2 separate regions of the Rattus norvegicus genome follow, and region 1 is linked to region 2. A link is a contact called in public Hi-C data. All regions are on one chromosome and are shown on one strand. Each heading gives the region's core, a stretch centred on a gene start, on an enhancer-like site or on the middle of the called end of the contact. The rest is flanking DNA. Distances are from core to core; before and after follow the strand shown.

Region 1 (4,211 bases), core at 742-3,241, 96 kb before region 2:
GTTGGGAACCGAATGCTGGTCCTCTGCAGGAGTCCAAAGTGCTTCTACTTGCTGAGCTCTCTCAGGCCGCATTGAGCCTGGCAGCTTTTGGAATCTGATTCTCTCCTCCTACCCTGGGTTCTGGAGCTGAACTCAGGCCACTAGGCTTATACAGTTAGGGTTTTCACACCAGCTCAGCCCCGAGGGCTTATTCCTTCTCTGGGCAACTTGAGAGTTCTCTGTGCCCCTCATCTAAACTCAATTCAGCTTCTTGCCCTGGCAGTCAATGCACCCCAAAGTCCCATGCCAATTTTCAAAGTCTCCTCGGACCTGGACCTGAAATTACCTAATACCCTCACTCATCAGCGACCTTGTATCTCTTTACATACTATGTTAATTTTGAAAACATATTTCTTTAAAATAATAGTGAATAAACCAGTGGCTACAGTTTCATTTAATGTATTAAGCACATTTTCCAAAACTGTCCAACATTTATCTACACGGAAAGCCAAAATTTAGGTAGTGAAGGGAGTTTTAATCAAGTGCTTGGTGTCATTCTCCAGTGGCTAGCCATCTTTCTTTTTGAGACAACGTCTCTCGGGACCCGAGGCTTGCTGATTAGGCTGGGTTACTTGGTCAGTGGGTCCCAGAATCCAACCATCTGTGCTTGCTTAGCACTGGGATTAAAAGATTTTTTCAGGGGTTCTGGATGTGAAACTGCTCTCCATGTTTGCACAGCACCAACTGATCTATACTCCCAACTCTCTCTGCTTTTTAAAAGAGAGTTGGAAAATAGTTAGTAGTCAATAAATGTTAATCTTCAGCGAACGTTTTGTTAACACGTACACGAAGGTACTTAAGTAGAATGGGAGCGTGCTAAATAGTAAAACACCAATAAATATTTGCTGAGCGTCTTCTAGTGCAGGGCACTGGTTTATATAGTATGTACACTTTCTCTTTAGAGGCCTTCTGCATTTGGTTTACTGAAGGACTCCTCTTCTGATCCCTTCCCTGTCACTGTCTGTCGACCTTGGGAATTCTTAACCAAGTTTCCGCACATTAAGGGAAGAAAACGAGTAATACGCATCTAAATTCATTTAGGGAAAGCCTTAAGTCACCCTGCCTTTCCCATCTGAGAGGAAGTTTAATAGCTTATAAGCAGCAGATGGAACACTCTGAAAGATTTTTTTTTAAAGGCTTCTCCGAGAAAAATGGATGTGGCAGTATGAGAAATTAAAAACGCAGGATCCTGGGTGGCCAGTGCAAGTCTCCAGAAACATACTGGGTTGTTATGCTCTGGTGATGGGAATATAGGCTCCCAGGCTGATCAGGGCTACATGTTTCAGAATCTAGCATCCCTTTAAATCTGGATGCCTCACTGCCTCACTTTAAACAGCAAGGCTGGCAACCACTCTCCCCAACCCTCTCCCTGAAAAAAGATTTGATACGTAAACTGATCATCCGACATTGGAACCTAGGCCTCCTTACTACCTCCAAAATACAATCAAAGATCAGAGGCCACCCCAGACACCTTCTTAGGAACAGTGACGTCAGCAAAGAGCCAGCAACCCAAAGGTCAAAAAGGTCAGGATTGTTTTCTTCTGGAGGCCGCAAGCCCCAGTGAGCTCAGGATGCTGAGCAGACAGCGAGGAGGCGGAGCTTCAGGCTGTTGAGTGGTGGCTCTGCTAGCCAATGGGTAGGTCGCTCTGGCACGCGGAGGTCCTGCCCCTCACAGCACGCGGTACTCACTTTCCCCACTTCGGCGTTGCCCATGGAGATGACTTTGATGCGGAGGGACTTGAGGGGCTCCTTCCGCTTCGGCACGTTGGACTCCATTGCCTTCGCTCTGCTGGGGCCGCGGGTTCTGGTGTCCTTAAGCACCCAGCCAGCCCGTCCCTCAGGCCTCCTCGCCCAATGACGGAGCCGCTGCGCTCGTCACCACCCTGGCTCCGCGGCTCGCCATCCCCACCGCTGCCTGGCCGCGGACGGACGCGGGCGGTTGGGAAGCGGCGAGCCGCGGAGGGCGAGCGGAGTCTCGCGATGACAGCGCGCCGTGACGTCATTGCGGGGCCCAGGAGGACTGGGTCTTGGGGTCCTGCTGGTGCGCTATTAGTGTTTCCTTTCCTGGCCCCAGAATTGGTCTGCACTTAATGGCAGAAATAGAGTGGTTGTCAGGGGGAGTTTTTGAAATTTAGTGTAAGGCCCAGTCATGCCAAAGGCTTTTTTTCTGGAATCTTTGCCGATGGATGCCTCGCTGCCATCCTCCTTTCCATCAATACAGTGACCTGGGGATTTCTGCAGAGGACTGATCTTAGGATCACAGTGGATACTGCGGATGTCCCAGTCACTCAAAGACGGTTTCCAAGCAAACGCTTTAATCCTGGCACTCAGGAGGCAGAGGCAGGCGGATCTCTATGAGTTCAAGGCCAGGTGGGGCAGTATTGTGCAATCTTGTTTCCAATAAAGATACAAAAACCTTTATAAATTTTATATGTATAAAAATCTTATGTATGGGGGTTGGGGATTTAGCTCAGTGGTAGAGCGCTTGCCTAGCAAGTGCAAGGCCCTGGGTTCGGTCCCCGGCTCCGAAAAAAAGAAAAGAAAAAGAAAATCTTATGTATGTGAGTACACTGTTGCTGTCTTCAGAAACTCCAGAAGAAGGATCCCATTATAGATGGTTGTGAGCTACCACGTGGTTGCTGGGAATTGGAACTCAGAACCTCTGGAAGAGCAGTCAGTGCTCTTAACCACTGAGCCATCTCTTCAGCCACCTGTATAAAACTCTTTATGCAATGTATGCACACCCTCAGCCTATTTGTCACCTCTACATTATCCGTCCCACTGTCTTAGGGTTACTATGGCTGTGAAGAAACACCATAACCAAAGCAACTTGGGGAGGAAAGTGTTTAACCTGGCTTACACTTCACTGTTCATCGTCAAAAGAATTTAGGATAGGAACTCAGAGAGGAAAGGAACCTGAAGGCAGGAGCTGATGCAGGGGCTGTGGAAGAATACTACTTAGGAGCCTGCCCCTCATGGCTTTGTTCAGTCTGCTTCCTATAGAAGTGAGTTTTCTTGGCTTCCACCCCAAACCCAGCCTAGCCAGCATAACTACTCAGTACAAGGTAAATGCTGTTACAGTGTAAATGCTATTACTATGTAAATAGTTACTTTATATTGTTGCCCTTTTAGGGAATAATTTTAAAAAGTACATGTTTAGAACACAATCACATCTCATCCCCTCCTCTCCTGATTATTCTTAATGGATTGCTGCTTCTAGTTTCAGACAGCCTGCAAAAGCAGGGAGCCATCTTAACATCATGCTAAGAAGGTAGCATCAGATGAGAAGAGGGAGTCCGACCCTGGCTCTGGAAAAGGACCTTGAACAAGACTCTTTCCTTGTTAAAAACCAGAGTTGCCTTTTGGAGCAGAGGCAGCAGGGGAGAGAGGTGTTAGTTTCCCCTCTCTAGCATAGGTTTTGTGGGGTTCTGACATCTGCCTACATCCCAGCTTAACCAGAACCTTGTTCTCTCTTTCCCCTTACCTGACAAGACAAGGTATAATCATAAATTCTAAGATAACTTGCTATTGCAGAAAGCAAGTGTTTGAATGAAAGTCAGTCTGGCAGACACACTATTCTTTTAGTCAATAATTTCAGTTACAGATGTAAACAGAGCTTGACAAATGATTATCTCATGCCCTGGGGAAAGATGGCTGCCAATTTCTCAGTAATTGCAAGGTGAAGAAGTCTCCTGCCCCCACAGTGCTTTTGACATCTTAAACCAAGTCTGGGAAGACACCGTGAAGACTGGAGTCATCAGTAGTTACTAAAGTCAGTTTCAAGCATGTTTAATTTAAAATGTTAAATGCTTTTTTGGAAAAAGAAAAAAGATAGAACCTTTTTCAATAATTGACATCACAACGTAATACGTGGCCATGGGAAATTCTGTAGGAGATGGCCAGCTTCCGGGTTTCGGCACCATCTGATCAGTTTATTTCTCAGCTGCCAGTGAAATGAGCCAATTCAAACCAGATTAGAATATTTTAAAGGCGGGTTCATTGGGAAGCTGCTCTCAGGCAGGTGAGTTCACTGACCCCAGGAAAGGAGGCCAGGGAAGTCACCATGGGGAGAGAAGGGGAGGGGTAAGAGAGAGAAGAGAAGGAGGAGGAGGAGAGAGGGAGGGAGGGAGGGAAGTAGGAAGGGAAGGAGGGAGAGAGGGGAAAGGAGGGAG
Region 2 (3,785 bases), core at 1,194-3,693:
GGTTTGATTCTCAGTACCTGTCTTGGGCTGTTCAGAGACAGCCAGAACTCTCGCTCTTGAGAGATCCGGCCATCTTTGGGTTCCGAGGGCACTCATTTGCACAGAACCACACATATACACACATACTTAAATATGATACAATACGTCTTTTCAAAAATAAAATAAAATCCATGGGCCGGGTGTGGTGGTGCACATCTTTATCCTAGTACTTGGGAGGAAAAGGCAGGCTGACCTCTGTGGGTTCAAGGCCAGCCAAGACTGCATAAGGAAGCCTACATCTACAAACAAATAAATAAATAAGGTTCTGCTCTTTAAACTGGTAACCTCTGATATATATTACCCCTAATGAATTGTCCCTGTAAATAATTTTCATTGAGGGCTGAAGAAATAAAAAAGAGGACAGAACTTGGGTCATTCTGATGAGAGTAGGATTGCCCGGGGCACTTGTGACTCATCTCTCCATGGGGCACCCTTTGAACGCTGGTCTCGGTCACATCCTTCAGAGAAAGACATGAACACACGATCAAGACCACAGAGGAGCGGGAAGACCGCAGGGAAGCAGCGAATGGCCATGGGTTTAGTTCTGTCCTTTCTGGGCTGGGTGATTTTCATGGGCTTTGGTGTTTCTACCAAAAATCTCGAGTGGGTTGAACTTGGACTCTGTGGGTCCCCTGGGCTCTGTTGCTGGTTACAGAATAAGTAGATGGACCGTGGCATGCTATGATTTATGAGAGAAGATATAATAGGGCTTGATGAGAAGTCCCACTATTGTGTTTATCTAAATGTTCACGGATGTTCTGGCTGCTTTCTTTAATCTCTTGCCTTTTGTCTTGGTTCCTCCCCTTAGTGCATACTTTAAGCTTAAATTTATATGCAACTAGTCTATAGCTTTAGTAAGTGTGTGTGTATGTGTGTGTGTGTGTCTGTGTCTGTGCGTGTCTGTGCGTGTCTGTGCGTATCTGTGCGTATGAGTGTGTGTGTGTGCGTGTGTGTGCATGGGCATAGACATTCCACAGTGAACATGTGGAAGTCAGAGGACAACTCACAAAAGTTAGTTCTCTTCTTAAGACCTTGTTGGTCCTGGGGGTTGAACTTGGGTCGTCAAGCTTAGCAGCAAGCCCCTGGACTTACTGAACCATCTTGCTCTAAATTTTTATCACACAGGTCAGGAATTTTCTTTCCTCCTGCTCTACGGAAGAGTTGCTTTAACAGAAGAAAGTCCTCTAAGTTTCCTTTGCAGGACCCAACGCCCTTCCCTTCCTTTTCCCTTTTCACCAGCTGCCTTTGACAAATTACATACACTGTAGCAAAGGGTGAAGCCCTTTGTCATGTTGCCCCGGCAACAGCTTCTCGGACTGCTTTAGTTGTCTTGTTTAAGATAACTACAGTCTGGGAAAGAGCATCTGCATGGAAAATAAACTAGACGCCCTGGATGCGTGGAGGCCGCAACTACAGAGGCAGGCGGTTGGCCGTTCTTGTCTCTCTCAATGCAAATCCTAGCTTAGGACAGGTATTCCTCGGAATTCCCAGTGATTTGTCACCTCTGACCAATGAAATGGTGGCTGTGCTATGACCATGAAGATTAGCAGGGTTGGCCACACTAAGTGAGACAGGTGCAGTGGGCGGGGATTCCTTCAGAGGCAGTCTGAGCACTGTCCTTCATCTGGATGTTCTGACCAGCTGCCAGGACCCTCAGAAGAGCTCTGCTTCACATCAGTTTAGACTGTAGACCATTTCAGACTGGGACCCTGGTGCCCACCTTGCTCTGCCTTGGGGTGGTTGGCCTGGGGGTGTCACGATGATCTTACAGGGATCTGAGGCTTTGTGGGAGCTAAGGAGTCTGGAGGGAGAGAAAGGAGAGGCTTCCAACTCCTTTTAACTATGTGTTTTAGGCACTGAATCGCTTTTAACTTAGTTAAGGTTTTGCTGTCAGGAGAAGAAAAGAGAAAGCAGATATGGTAGGATACGCTGTAGCCACAGCATTCAGTGGGTCATGGCCAGAGGATATTGAGTTTGAGGCCAGCCTAGGCTACATAGTAAAGACCTTATTGCAACAACAGCCATTAAAAAAAAAAAAAAAAAAAAAAAAAAGTAAGGAGAAGCAGACAGTATAAAAGTCAAAACAGCAATGGCTATGAGACCCTTCCTGTCACTTGACTGTCTTAGAGGGGCAGAAGTACTTCTTCCCCCCCCCCGGGGGGGGGTAGAGGCAGTGAAAAGACCTTCAGCCCCAAGGCTGCAAGAGAAGTGAGGTCCTGCCTCTGCCCCAAGTCCATCTACTGCCCTGTTTTTGACCATGGAAAGTTACCGAGGACCAGAGCCATCTGTAGAAGAGGGAAAAGCTGACTCTGCTTGGAGACACTTTGTTGGTGCCAGAGTGTACGCATCCAGGCTTTGTCCGGCCCTGGGAGAGCTGTTTGTGCAGAGTCACTATTTGGAGTAGGCTCCCTCTTTGTTTACCAAGCTCTTAATCACCCCCGGTTTTCTGCACATCTGTGAGAGGCATTGTGAGGGCTGGTGATCCACTCCAGCAAGCTTGGTGCCCTGTGTTACAGAGAAAGAGCTGGAACTTTGAACTTGAAGGGGTGGCCCTAGCGGTGTTCCTGGCCTTTGAAGTGTCCTGTGTTCCGAGCTGTCAGTTTGTTGTCATGGAAACCTTCTTCACCACTGCTTTATCAGAGAGAGAGAGAGAGAGAGAGAGAGAGAGAGAGAGAGAGAGAGAATCTCAGCTTCAACCAATGTCTGGTACCATAAATCTGCTCTAAAACCTATGTCTGGAGAGCGCACAGTCCCCAGGGGCAAACCTACTACTACTGTTTCCCTAACCAGACACAGTATCAAACTGCCCTCTAAATTCCTATCTCTCCACCCATTGTTAGCACAGCTCTCAGTCCTCCGCAGAGAGGCTTCTCTGTATGGTGGATGATGGTTGAGGTGCCCAACCACAAATGGAGATTCCGTATTACCCCCCTTTCCACCAAGGCTCAGGAACCATCTCAGAAGAGGGAGGAGAAAGATTGTAAGGGACATAGATAGGGAGGACCAGAACGAAACAGGACCAAAGGGCTCATCCACTCCCAGCAACTGTCCCTGTCTACTCAAGATCCGTACAAGAGCAAACCAGTCTACAGTCCGGCAGGGAGCGGGGAGAGGCCTAAAGAGCCCCAACCCTCGCTTAGGAACTATTGTTAGTTGGTGGCTTCTGGGAGAGGGAGATTCAGGTTTGGGTGGGGATGAGGGTTTGCTTCTTTCTTTGCTTTTTAATGGTGTGAGCTCTGGTAGGTTGACCATGCTCCAATGGATGGCCCCATACCCATGAGTATAGGAGCAGCACAATTGGAACTCAGTGAAGTTTTAGAAAACAGAGGACATGTTGGGATGCTGTGGGAGGCATGGAAGGCAGAACCGGGAAGAATCAGGGACGGGGGCAGGGCTGAATAAAAATGCTGTTTGCATGTACGAAATTCTCAAAAAATTAATAAAAAATTTAAAACTATAATAAATGAGATTCAAGGATGCTGTTAATTTGCACTTAGGGTAAAGTTAACTTTCAAGTAGTTAAACAGATACAGTTTGGCAATTAATACGAAAGTATATCAACTGGATACTTTGAGAAAAGTGTAAGTTTTGTTTGTTTGTTTGTTTGTGTTTTTTTGGGGGAGGGGACAGGGTTTTTCTGTATGTAGTCCAGGAACTCGCTCAGTAGACCAGGCTGACCTTGAACTCAGAGATCCACCTGCCTGTGCATCCTAAGAATTGGGATTAAAGGCGTGTGCCACCACTGC

What was found. Hi-C and Micro-C count contacts between places; a contact is called where the count stands out from the background.
Region 1: a Hi-C map of Schwann cells shows a contact between it and region 2, with 4 times the contacts expected there. The contact joins the promoter of Dnajc27 here to the enhancer-like site in region 2. A contact is called at or near these places in 12 of 12 Hi-C or Micro-C datasets (the A7r5 cell line, the Rat2 cell line, Schwann cells and 7 more) and 1 of 1 datasets of contacts at active chromatin or transcription factors (oligodendrocytes).

The regions. Positions count from the first base shown.
Region 1 is chr6:32,786,015-32,790,225 of GRCr8, reverse strand. Dnajc27 (DnaJ heat shock protein family (Hsp40) member C27) reads right to left here and starts at 1,991. Exons shown (of 7, transcript NM_206845.2): 1 at 1,729-1,991. The coding sequence starts at 1,815.
Region 2 is chr6:32,691,044-32,694,828 of GRCr8, reverse strand. The region is part of intron 4 of Efr3b (EFR3 homolog B); the gene reads left to right. Among named protein-coding and RNA genes, the nearest start is that of Pomc, 34 kb to the right of the region's middle. Within about 2 kb of position 2,443, at least 22 of the 93 cell types and tissues checked have an H3K27ac peak or open chromatin away from gene starts, as enhancers often do. A contact at or near this core is called in Schwann cells and kidney, where this site is marked.